2 separate regions of the Mus musculus genome follow, and region 2 is linked to region 1. A link is a contact called in public Hi-C data. All regions are on one chromosome and are shown on one strand. The core of a region is the stretch at or near the end of the contact, and the rest is flanking DNA. Distances in the headings are between cores, read along the strand shown. Region 1 holds the start of 4933432I09Rik (RIKEN cDNA 4933432I09 gene). Region 2 overlaps Rtn4r (reticulon 4 receptor).

What was found. Hi-C and Micro-C count contacts between places; a contact is called where the count stands out from the background.
Region 2: a Hi-C map of cerebral cortex shows a contact between it and region 1, with 4 times the contacts expected there. The contact joins the enhancer-like site here to the promoter of 4933432I09Rik in region 1. A contact is called at or near these places in 5 of 39 promoter capture datasets (3T3-L1-derived adipocytes, the HPC-7 cell line, cranial neural crest and 2 more), 5 of 15 datasets of contacts at CTCF or cohesin (the NIH/3T3 cell line, embryonic stem cells, large pre-B cells and 1 more), 19 of 484 Hi-C or Micro-C datasets (the AML12 cell line, the Ba/F3 cell line, the HPC-7 cell line and 13 more), 10 of 115 datasets of contacts at active chromatin or transcription factors (the HPC-7 cell line, acute myeloid leukemia, double positive thymocytes and 7 more) and 3 of 9 other capture datasets (adipose tissue, liver and pancreatic islet).

What each region holds. Positions count from the first base shown.
Region 1 is chr16:18,210,508-18,216,938 of GRCm38.p6, forward strand. It overlaps 4933432I09Rik (RIKEN cDNA 4933432I09 gene), which reads right to left and starts at 3,356. Exons shown (of 3, transcript NR_015575.1): 1 at 3,330-3,356; 2 at 573-691; 3 at 1-396. It also overlaps a transcript of Ccdc188 not described here.
Region 2 is chr16:18,151,432-18,157,750 of GRCm38.p6, forward strand. It overlaps Rtn4r (reticulon 4 receptor), which reads left to right. Exons shown (of 2, transcript NM_022982.3): 2 at 1-977. The coding sequence ends at 700. Among named protein-coding and RNA genes, the nearest start is that of Mir6366, 11 kb to the right of the region's middle. Within about 2 kb of position 3,185, at least 47 of the 459 cell types and tissues checked have an H3K27ac peak or open chromatin away from gene starts, as enhancers often do. A contact at or near this core is called in cerebral cortex, forebrain, muscle stem cells and 1 more, where this site is marked.

The sequences.
Region 1 (6,431 bases), core at 2,106-4,605:
CGATGGAAGGAGTCTGTAGGATTGTTGAGAGAGCTTGCAGCAGTGGTGGGCACTGTGTTGGCAGGTAAACTCACACTGGCTGAGGGAAGAGAGGCTGTAGGCTCCAGACTCAGGGATAACTTCTATTCACTTGCCAGCTGTGCTCAACAGAACCAGCTTTAAACAGGGGCGCATAGAGAGAAGTCCCCCCTGCCCCAGAGGCAAGAGAGGAGGTCAGGGCCATAGCATGGACAGGTGATTTGCTATCTAGATGGGAGGAAGGGTGGCTTTCAGAGCAGTCTCCCATCTTGACATCTACACAGATCCTCAAAGGTTGGAGTCACCAGGAGCATGGAGCTCTAGCAAGGCTGTTCTTCCTCCTTTATAGTGGGCAGGGAGGCCTTCAGACAGCACCGTCTGGTGGAAGAGATGGGAAGTGCAATAGGGAGTTACCATATGGGCAGCATTCTGAGGAGCCGGGTGTACCACGCCAGCAAATGTCCGACACGCCACCCCCCCCCCCAGCTCCCCATCGCCCTCTCTTTACTCAGGACTTCCTCATCTTGACAAAGCTCTGTCATCCAAAGACTCACCTGGAGGCTCTGAAGGAGTCTTATGACAGCGTGCATCCTGTCCACTTCCTGTCACTGACACTACACTGGGATGAGGATCCATGGCAGCACCACATCATAGCACACAGATAGACTAGAGTCTGTGGATGAGAGGGACATTCTACTTGGGTATGAAGACGGGCTTATCTTACACTCCCACTCCATCCCAGAAGGGCACAGCCCAGACTGTTGGCCCTGCCCTATGGATTGGGGTTGAACCTTGCCCAGAGCCTGAAGACATCAACCAAGCCCTAGTCACCTGGGCTGAGAGGGCCAAGGCTGAAAGTTCTGATAAAATGCAGGAAAATGTCAGGCTAGGCTCGGGGCTCTACACTAGACCTTCTCCTTCTCCAATGTGTCGAAGACCTGGTATTACAGCAGTCACACATGCTGGCTGGGACCATCCTGCCTGCCCTGATCACATAGCTCTGGGACTCCCTATCCTACTGGTGAGTGCCTGTGACAGACGTGGGTCAATCCAGAGCTGCCCATAGGACAGATGGAATACCGCTGTACAGTGCTGGGAAAGTCTAGGATAATTTGCTTCAAACTAAGCTTTCCTCCCAGAGCTTTGACCTCTGGAGTTGAGAATTCCCAGAAGACCTCAAGGACCCAGCCCACCTAGTGCCCTCTTTGCGGGGATAAGACACAGAGACAGGATCTCACTGTGCTAAGCAATAAAAAAAGGAGCGCCCTCAAACCAGTGAGAGCTGTGACCACATGGCTACCCGTCATGGAAACCACAGATCCAAGTGGGGGTGGATGCTTTGTGTCTGATCTGTCCGTGGCACAAGTTTCTGCCTGGCAGACTCTTCAATTTCTTCCTAGCCTGTCGACCCTGGGTGCTGGCTCCCACCCAAGTATCTGTGCCTGGTGCAGGGTTGAGGCACCATCTGGTGGCAAGTCTGGGAACTGCAGTCTACTCCTGCTCTGCCTGCCATCAGCATCGAAGCCAGGAGCCAGCTTTTGGCAGCTTAAAGTGATCTCTCTCATTTGTTCACAGTCCCACTTTAACCTGAGGGTCTTTATGTCATCAGGATACAGAAATAGGCCTTTGGAGTTTATAGCCTGGCACTGTTGCCTGCGCTGACAGGTAGGCCAGTATCTATCAAGAGTGGGGTCAGATAGAATACAACAGGAAAGATAAGAACCCAGGTTCTAGCCCCAGTAAGGTGAACTGGTACTGACCGCCAGGCAGCCCATTCATGCTGACTTTCTGGACACCACTGTCCATCTGGAAGTAACAAGAGACGAGATCTGACTCCTAAGAAAGGAGAGGGTCCTCAGCTTGGGCAGGGGTGCTTACGCTCAGCAGCCTAGTGGAGCACAGCATGGCGGTCAGCAGGCCACCTCCCAGTACAAGGCCTCAGAGCCCCCGACATCCTGAAATGATGGCTGTCTACTGGGACTGTGTCTTTCACAAGGGTTGTCTTTAGCACTCTTACTGTCTTTCTGACTGTTAAAGTTAAAAATACGAGTGGCCAAGAGCACTGACCGCTCTTCCAGAGGCCATGACTTCAAATCCCAGCAACCACACAGTGGCTCACAACCATCTCCAATGGGATCCAGTGCCCTCTTCTGGTGTGTCTAAAGACAGCTACAGTGTACTCACATAAAATAGATAAATCATTTTTTAAAAAAAATATGAGCAGTGGCTTCCAGAGAGTGACCACAGAAGAGAGGAGCAAACAGCCTGTCACCACATACATTCTAGGAGCAGAAAGTCCATGTCCAGTACTGAGCGCCCCATGGGTGTGCCTTTCCTCCAAGAGCTTCAACCTCTGGAGCTGGGAATTCCTAGAAGACCTCAAGGACCCAGCCCACCTAGTGCCCTCTTTGTGGGGATAAGACATGGAGACAGGATTTTACTGTGCATCCTAGGTTGGCCTCAAACTCATGGCAATCCTCCTGCTCTAGCCTTACAAAATCCTGATACACACAAGCATGAAGTAGCATGCCTAGCTCTGAGACCTTCTTTTGCCCACACCATGGTCTCAGGACCCTGCTTGCTCTGCACTCCCCACTCCCTGCAGACTGGAGAAGGCCGAGAAGGTCACACAGCTCTCAGAAACTCATGTCTACTTTGCCAGGAACAGAGAGGCCTAGCAGCCCCTACCTTCTGGCCCTGGGGTGACTTCATCACACAGACCACTTCATCCCTCATCTGCCCCTCTGCCACCTGGAAGGTCACAGGCTGTGACTCAGAGCCAAGTGTCATCTTGCCTCTCTAACAGAGCAAAGGAGAGTTCATGCCTAGGCCATACCCTAGGTCCTGGGTAGGAGATGAAAGGACTGGGCAGAGTCCTGGATGACAGGGTAATAATCCCAAGGCCACTCCAGGAATGCCTGTGAAACCCCAGACACATTCATCCAGGTTCTGTAGGATCCTCTAGTCCTACGCAGGGTGCTTTGGGGCTGCAAGTGGAGAACAGACTAGGTGGGTAAGGGCCAGAAGCCCAGGTTAAAAATACAGAAATGAGAATCTCTCATGGGTGTGGCTGGCTCTATGACTCTGAGTTCTACTCAGGCCCTGTAATGAGCATGGGTCATTGAGTGTCAAGGCCATAGTAAGGAGAGTAGAATCTGCCCATTTAGCCCCTGACTTCATCTCAGGCCAGCTGTAGGCAAGCGGCTCTGGATAACATAGCCTGTCCTCTCTCCTCTCCTCAGCATCCCCTAGGCACCAGCCGGGCTGGGGGGAAGGGTGGTGTGAGTGTGTCTGGATAGCTAGCCCCTTACCACCACTTCAGGCTCCTCAAGGCCATCTGGGTGTCATGGCAACATGGGCAGGAAGCGGCTGCCATGGCAACTGGTGTCCAGGGAAATGCGCTGCCTAGCAACAGGGGCTAGGGCCACTCTAGCTCCTCACAGCACACTCTAGTGTCCCACACTCTCTGTGTGTCTTCGAGTCTGCATCATCCTAGCACTCCCACCCAGTGCAGCCTCGGGGCTCCACACAGACCCTCACCCAACCCAACACACCAATCTGTAGGGTATTTAACATGCTAGCACAGCTCATGCTCATGCGGAACCAGCTACACGGCAGACCTGGGGCTCTTCTCTCCTACTAGACTCCCTCACCTCTCAGGACTCTCTGGAGATCAAGAGCATACAAGGACCGTGGAAAAGGGGGAGGCGTCTTCGGGGCTGTCTGAAAGAAACCAGCCTTCCAGATAGGGCACAGCCCAACAAAGGTAAGGTGATCAGAGAACATTGGGTTTCGGGTTAAGGTAGGCACCTAAGGTCTCAGAACATATGAGCACCTGAAGTGCCCTCAGTCCTTCCACGGCTGCTCAGTAACTGTAGCCCACGCTGAGCACTTGGAGCTGTGACCTGAGGATCCTAGCCTGCAGCCTTTGTGTGGTACTAACAGGACAGCATCCTGAGTATCTACTGGGCCCTTACCAAGTCTGGAGACTCAGAATATAGAACAAAGACACCACGACCACCACTGTCAGCTACTCAGGGCCTTTGCTGAAGCCACCCCATTCCAAAGCCATCCAAGGGCCTTCCTGGGCTCCCACCTCTGAGATCATCATATCCTGGTAACCATGAAACCCCAGAAAGAAACCAACAGGCAGAGGGCTTAGAAGCCCCTCCAGGGACCAGAGTGGGCAGCTTCTGAGTGCCGTAGGGCATGCTGGGGCAATTCCAGGCCTCTCCTCTAGTGTGACTGCCAGCCTCAGTCTGTACTGAGTGTAGAGATGCATCCCATACTGGAAAAATGCAGGACTCCAGCTTGTGTGCCAGCTGGGCCCCACCGGAGCTCTCATTGTAGCGCACACCAGCTCCTCCGCCACAGGTTTCAGTGGCCCCTGATGGGTATTCATTCCAGGTCTGCAAGACAACAGGAGACCGGCCGTTAGTCTGTAAGGGACTTCAGCAAACTGAAAGCGGGACTCAGCTAACTCGGGATACAAGTGGCTGGGAAGCAGGAACTGGCTGCAGACAAGCTTGGACTCCAGTACTGATTATGGCAGCTGTCAACAGAATTCCTTGGCAAACTCCCTAGGTCTCATCATTCCAGATACCAGAGCTGGAGCAGTGATATGCATGGCAAGAGGCCCTCCTGCTTCAACCTGGACCTCCCTATGGTTTAACAGAAAAAAAAAATACCTTTTAGCTTTCTGAACTCCTTCATAAACAGAGATAGAAAAAAAAAAACCCCAAACAGGTTTTTATTTGAAGAGTATCTGCTGGGAAGTGATCAAGAATAAAGGAAAACAGAACCAAAGAACCATAAGGGGAAAAGAAAAAGTCGTCATCAAAAGGTCTTGTCCTTCTCCAAAACCGCTGCATCCTAAAAAAAAAAAAAGAACAGGGTACCTTGAAAAGGAAGAGGCACTGAGGGGCTCACAGTGACCTCCAGCGATGAAAAAGTATGACCAGTGAGATTCAAACTTGTCAAAAAAAAATCCTCATGTGTTACATAATCCTTTGGTCAATTATAGGCAATATGTGCTCCCATAAGAATCATAAGAATGCATAATAGGACGGAGGGGCAGGAGAAGGGGAGCTGTGATGGGGTGTAAAGTAAGTGACTTAATTTTAAAACATCAGTATTCCTCAGACAGACAGACAATATTTAATACCAAGGATGGAAGAATAATTCAGCGGTAGATGCCTGCTTATCATGTGCAAAGCCCTGGGTGTCATGCTCATCACTGCTAAGAAAATGTCACATCAACTACTTATGCTGTTGGCATCATGATATAACATATCCCTCACCGTTGTGCTGGGAGGGCAAGAGTACACCACTGCATGGTCAGTGGAAGACAGTGCGGAGCACGCATACAGAGCCCAGTACTGCAACATGGCAATAAATGCCTGTGCTGACTGCTACCGCACTTATGATAGGACACTTTCATTTAGTTTAGTGTGTTCTTTGTGTTTGTGTTTTTAAAGGGCTTTACTGTAGAATGAATGCAGCTGGGGTAAGCTGTAGCCGCTCTCTGGCCTCTTGTGCTTTGTGCCTCTCCCCAGCACACTACCTTGCTCTTCCTCAGTCTCACACTGTCCCACTCAGCAGCCAAGGAGCAGCGGGTTCTTCCCACCCAAGCTCCACATGACCCAACTGTGTAGGATACAGTGCCATCTAGGCTTACACACGTGTGCTTTAGAATGCCAAATTCTTCAGAATGCACCCCATCATTAAATGGCACAAGGCTGTGTATAAAGTGAGAGAGGACGGCTAAGACAGCTCAGCCGAACGCTTGCCAGTGAAGCCTGAGGACCTGAGACTGATCCTGGAAGTTCTGTAGAAAGCCAGGGGTAATGGCTCACAGTCTGTCCTAGTGCAGATCTGGTTGGGGTTGGCTAGCCAGCTACCCTCCTTTAATCCGAGTACCCCAGGTCCCAGTGAGAGACACTGTCTCAAACAAAACAACAAAACACATCTGACAGTCTCTTCTAGCTCAATGGACACAAGGCATGCAAGCAGGCAAAACACACATACACATAGAATAAATTATTTGTTTTAAAGTAAGAGAGAGCTGGGACTTAAAGGAATTGACATACAAATATCCAAGCCAAATAGAAGAAACCCAGAGTTTCAAACAAATGGGGAAAGCAGAAGAGATTTCATTAGTGAAATATTGTACCCCCAAAATGGAACATTGATGGGGTGCAGAGATAGCTTAGCAGTTAAAAGCAGTTGCTGCTCTTGCAGAAGACAAGAGTCTGGTTCCCAGTATCCATGGCAGGTGATGCACAACCACCTGTAACTGCAGTTTCATGGGATCCAGTGCTGTCTTCTGGGTCCTATGTGCATCTGCACACGTGTACATACACGGGGGGGGGGAGGGAGGGAGGGAGAGAGAGATAGGAATAAATAGCAATTAA
Region 2 (6,319 bases), core at 1,935-4,434, 59 kb before region 1:
GCCTGCAGAGGTCCTAATGCCCCTGAGGTCTCTGCAGTACCTGCGACTCAATGACAACCCCTGGGTGTGTGACTGCCGGGCACGTCCACTCTGGGCCTGGCTGCAGAAGTTCCGAGGTTCCTCATCAGAGGTGCCCTGCAACCTGCCCCAACGCCTGGCAGACCGTGATCTTAAGCGCCTCGCTGCCAGTGACCTAGAGGGCTGTGCTGTGGCTTCAGGACCCTTCCGTCCCATCCAGACCAGTCAGCTCACTGATGAGGAGCTGCTGAGCCTCCCCAAGTGCTGCCAGCCAGATGCTGCAGACAAAGCCTCAGTACTGGAACCCGGGAGGCCAGCTTCTGCCGGAAACGCCCTCAAGGGACGTGTGCCTCCCGGTGACACTCCACCAGGCAATGGCTCAGGCCCTCGGCACATCAATGACTCTCCATTTGGAACTTTGCCCAGCTCTGCAGAGCCCCCACTGACTGCCCTGCGGCCTGGGGGTTCCGAGCCACCAGGACTTCCCACCACTGGTCCCCGCAGGAGGCCAGGTTGTTCCCGGAAGAATCGCACCCGCAGCCACTGCCGTCTGGGCCAGGCGGGAAGTGGGGCCAGTGGAACAGGGGACGCAGAGGGTTCAGGGGCTCTGCCTGCTCTGGCCTGCAGCCTTGCTCCTCTGGGCCTTGCACTGGTACTTTGGACAGTGCTTGGGCCCTGCTGACCAGCCACCAGCCACCAGGTGTGTGTACATATGGGGTCTCCCTCCACGCCGCCAGCCAGAGCCAGGGACAGGCTCTGAGGGGCAGGCCAGGCCCTCCCTGACAGATGCCTCCCCACCAGCCCACCCCCATCTCCACCCCATCATGTTTACAGGGTTCCGGGGGTGGCGTTTGTTCCAGAACGCCACCTCCCACCCGGATCGCGGTATATAGAGATATGAATTTTATTTTACTTGTGTAAAATATCGGATGACGTGGAATAAAGAGCTCTTTTCTTAAGCTGTGGCCTCTTGGGCTGCGGTACTGTGGGTGGTGCGAACCGAGGGTGGGTCCCAGCATAGCATCTCCTTCAGACACTGGCACAGAAGGCCTGAGAAGAGATAGAACTGCCCACCCCCATTGGTAGGGCAGTTTGGGCTGAGCGGGCAGTGGGGTGGGGGTGGGGGTTCACATATGGAAGTGAGGTGACATTCCCACCACCCTCCGGCCGCACCAGCTTGCCCCAGAGCTGACATCCATGAGCTCAGCCAGCTTCTCTGTGAGCTGGGCCGACTTTAAGCTCAGCAATATATGGTTCTAAACAAGCTCGGCTTTGTGAGGACATCTACTCTGGGGTCGTCCAGCCCAAGGGGAGGCTGAGAGTGAGGTGTAAAGACCTGGCTCCCCTGCTTGGGAGTGGCCAGAAATGGGGTAGCCCCAAAGGAGGCTCAAGCTCACACAAGGGCTGTGTGCACCCTCAGATCACTGCTCCAGGTCACGAGCCCCATGCCTAGGTGCCTCAGACCACCCCACGGCCCTGAGGATACATGTGGCCACGAATACACGTGAGCACGGAACAATCGCACGTGGCAGAGCAGGAGCCACACAGACCACACGTGTGTGTGCATGTGCTTAAAACAGCACAGGCAAGAAGATGCATGTGTGACTCTCTGAGGCCTGGGCTGAAAAGGCCTCAGACACAGAAGGAAAAGAACCAGAAAAGAGTGAGGAAGTGGTTGTGAGGGACCAGGAATGGGTCTGTCTCCCTCCCCCAGGGCAAGAGCTAGGAGAAAGGAAAAAAATGCAGGGACCTGGGGGGAGGGAATTGGGGGAGCCAGATGGCCATGGGGGCGGCCAGGGATCCAGAAGCTTGGGGAGGAGGCTGGGTGGAGGAATGTGCTCAGCAACCATGGAGGAGGGACCCAGGGCAGAGTTGGAGTCTGAGGTCCTGGTCTGGGCTTCTCTTCCTTACCAGGGAATCACTTCCAGGAAACCCCTGGGCTTGCCTCTGGGCCTGGGCCTGGGCCTGCTGGTGCTACCACACATACCCACATGGCTGTCCACATTTACACCTGCAGTTTGTTCTTCTGCAGAGTGGACTCTAGCCTATGCTCCAAGCCAGGACGTCATTGCTGGTCCCTAATCTGGGGATGCTGCAATTAGAGCAGGTCTCATGGGTGAGAGAGCACTGCTTGCCCAGCCCCTTCCTCTTAGGAGCTAGTCTCCAACGCCCTGTTCACCCTCGTAGCCCTAGCTGAGGAGGCCCGTGAAGAAGACAGCCTGCTGCAGAATCCTGGAAGGCTGCTGGCCTGCACCTGGTGGACGGGACAGGGGTCTTCATCCACCCCCTCATCACTAACAGCAAGGAGCTCCTGCCTATTTGGGAAGACCAAGGCAGCCTGCTGAGTCTGTGGGAGGGGCAGTGTTGAGGGGTAAGGCTAAGTCTTCCTAAATATAAGTCAGGACCAAAAAGCTTCCATGACAAAGAACCTTACAGGGTCCTGAGCTGGCCATCTGCAGCAGATACTGGCGCTTTCTGTGGCTTACGGGACAGAGGGTCCTATCTTAGTCCACATGCCTTTGGAACAGGGAGTCCACTACATATGCTGAGCTTGCTCCTCATGGATAGGCACTATCTGGCCTCAGGCCACTTTCTGTTTCTGTCACCAACAGCTGGCTCACAGGTGAGGACTGGATGTCAGCCCCTGGTGATGGCAAAGAAGGCTTCCGGGCCACAGGCTGTCTTGTAACCAGGCTAACAGCCTAAGTTATGCGCCTTGGGTCCTACAGACCCTGCCCTGTCCCTTGAGGCTCTGCACACTCCCCTCTCCAGAGAGAGAAGTCTGGGAGCATGTTAGAGAGTGGAGATAATGGTCTGTCCAGGGTGCCTGTGAAGGTGGTGTAGAAGCTAAGGGGGGCAGGGTGCAGAAGCAATGGCCATTGGTACCTGTGTGAGAGAGCATGCATCTTGGAATGGGCAGGGTCTTATTTTCAGAGAAGGCTCTCCTGGCACTGGTGCACAGTGTGGGGTCTGCACACAGGCAGGCACTATGGAATTGCCACTTTCTGGCCAGACCCTAGGGGTGGCAGATCCAGAAGGCAGGGGATGTGTTTCAAGTTGGACTTGACAGGATGGTTGGAGGCGGTGGGCAGGGCTCCCAGGCGTCTGCCCTAAGCAGCCGGCAAGGGGCGCCTGTCCCCAAGGAGGGGGTGCCAGGAGGAGCGGCTTGTTGAGGCCCAGGAGACATCTGGGCGGGGGTGTCGCGTGGGCTGTGCAGGCTGAGCTCGGGAGAGGGGCCCGGCTGGAGGACACATTTGGGAGTCGTGAGCATTTGGGTGATATTTACAGCCCAGGAATGGATGAGATCACCGGCCTGTGATGGGGAGGGACCTGGAAGGCTTGGGGGTTGGGCCAAAGCCCCAGGACTCCAATCTGGCCTGTCCTAACCCCTCTTAATCTCTACCCACCTAGTTTTGGCTCAGCAGGCTCCCTTAGGTCAGATTCTGGACATCAGTTTGGCCTCTGGCTAGTGTCCAACCTGGGTCTCTGGGACCCTGAGGCTGTGCAGGAAGCTAATTAAAGCTATACAAAGCACTGTGGAGTATGTCAGCGCCCCCGTTGGGTGTCCACTGCTGGTTTACCATGGACACACCTGGCTCTCTTCCAAGGATTCTAGGCCAACCACAGGGCTCCCTGTGATATAATCCTTCCCTGTTCACAGGCCTGGCCCAGTATCCCATGCCCTGCCAAGGCCACACCATTGAGCATAATTTCTGGAGATTGACAGCTGGAACCTGACTCACAGTGGGTAGGTACCCTGGGAAACAAGTCTGGAGCAAGTAGCCCTTGAGGCACTGGCTCACAGCTGGCATCTCCTAAGGTCACTCAGGACCCCTTGCAGGTCCTCATGTCTCAGAAGCTGCTTCAGGGCTTCACATCTTGGCTTAAAGGAACATCTGCCCCATTTATCTTGCTGGTGGGGCTTTGCACAGTAATTGGGTGAATTATTATTTTTTAATCTTTAAATTAGTTCTAAAATAATAGAAGCAGCAGAATGTCCAGCAGTAGATGTCTAGGGAGACTGAGAACATGCCAGAAACATGTTTGCAGAAAAGTGAGAATTTTTCAGAGGATACTCACAGCTGAAACAAGGTGGAGAACCCCTCCTCACAGTAGGAGAATTAGCCATGAGCCATGCCCCGGACCTCAGCTAGTGTCCTCAGCATGGGGTGTGTCTGACATCCAAGGGCCTATCGGGACACTACTGATGTCCCTGATGTGAGGCAGAGACTTGTCTGAACAGGGATGGACCTGAGGTCACATAACTGGCTATGAGCTGAGGCTTGCCTGGGGTACCCTGGAACACAGGAATGTCACAGGATTCTAGATGCTGACCTCTCTCCTGTGCCAGGCAGCCAGGGATGTCATCTAGGAGGGAAGACAACACGGTAGTCCATGGTAAATGTGTGAACATTGAAATTACTTGTCTGGTCAGATGGTCCCAAGTCATTTCCAGCCACTGTGGATTTTACTGTCTCATGGCACCTAAGCCCTCTCTCTTGAACCATACACACACCAAGGCCATCTACAAGGCCCACTTTAGGTTTGGGTCGGACAAGAGGTCCCCAAGGCCATATAGCAAATGGTAGAAGGGAACTGGACTGAACCTCACTTCTGTGAGCACACCAACAAAGCAATCCACTTGACATCCTGAGGCACACACACACACTCACATGCACATGCACACACAGGGGTGGTGGGGGACAAGCTACACCTACCTACCTACCTACCTACCTACCTACCTACCTTCCTGGCTTAGATAGCCTCCTGGCTCAGAAGGCTGGCAGGCTGTGCGTATCAGCATTTGTACCCTGCCCTCAGGGCCAGTACTATGGCTGGGCCTGGAGAAATGCTTCATTCTTCAGCACAGGTAGGAAGAGGTAGGGCCCCACTCATCTGCTGCATGTATCCATTAGGTGCCTACTCTGTTCCAACAGAAGGCACAGAAAGGAAGACCTCTTAAGGGCGGACAGTCACTGCTTGAAGGTTGCCCAGACGAGCCTGGGCCTGGGCTATTGCAGAGTTACATGGGCAAGAGCAGACCACATTGCAGGGCTCAGCATGTGTACCCACACAGACAGACGTTTGAAGGAGGAGTGAGTGATATATGATTCCTTCACATGGACCAACCTGAATTCCCCCAGACAAAGCGAGGGGTTGGACCCTGCTCCTGCGCAGATCCTGCTCTCTTGAAGACCTAGCATGGCGTGGCCTGCCCCTCAACTCTCCAGAGCTGCTCCTGCGAGTGCTGAGGCCTAATTAAACCCACAGCCTACCAGCCCAACAAACACAAGGGACTAGCAGGCCTCCGGTTTGTCTTTACAGAGTCTGTGCGTAGATTTATGGGCAATAAAGGAACATCCATCTCAGGGCGGGAAGAGGAGCGGCAGCCGGGCGGCCCCCTCCTCACACCAGAGTGCTAGAGTTGCATTAATGATGCCGCCAAGGCTTGCAGCTCTGCTGACAAAGGAGAGAAGTGAGTGTGGACAATTAGAGAAGGATGAAGAATTCACACAGAAACTACACCCAGCCACCAGGCAGGCCACCCTGTGAGGATCTGGGGCTCAGGCTCTGGGGCAAGGTCCAGCCACTGTCTGATACAGTTGCCTCACAATTATTTCTGAAAAATGATGGGGGAGGGAAAGGAGGAGGGGAAGAGAGGGAGGGAGAGATAAGAGGGTGAAACTTGTGCCTCTGGTCAGACTGTGGGATTCTGGGTAGCAGTCTGTGTGCTGCTAGGCAGAGTGAGGTTTGAGCAGCAGATGCTTACAGGACTCTTCTTAGGTGTCCTCTCTGGGGTTGCTTTCCCAGACCTATTCCTTGAGGCTTTCCGGCCAGCCCTCCCTGGCTCCCAGTGTCATCCCCTCTACCCTGGATCCCACTGCTTTCCCCTGTCAGTCTAGGTACAGACTGAGGGAGTACTCCCTCTGCTACCTCTGACTAGCACGTGTAAGCTGGTGGCCTGTCCATCTGCCTACCTGCTGTCCATCCACTAGGCCTTTCCTATTTCTCCCTCAAAGGCTCTGCTCACCTGGAGCAACTGTGACCTCCCTACCACCTCATCCTCAGCCAATACCTTCTGGGACTCTGTCCTACCCAATTCCACCCAAGAAACCCCAAACCCCAAGACCTGCAGAGGGACAAGTTGGCCATGAGTCCAGCCTAGACACTTGTGCTGTGGTCTCTACTGCCACCCTCCAAAAACCTATGACATTAGTTCCCTGGGTCCCTCTTGACTTCACATTTGGGTCTAGCCTGTTCATGTACCCAAGGGAGGCCAATGCTAGCCACCTGCATAGGG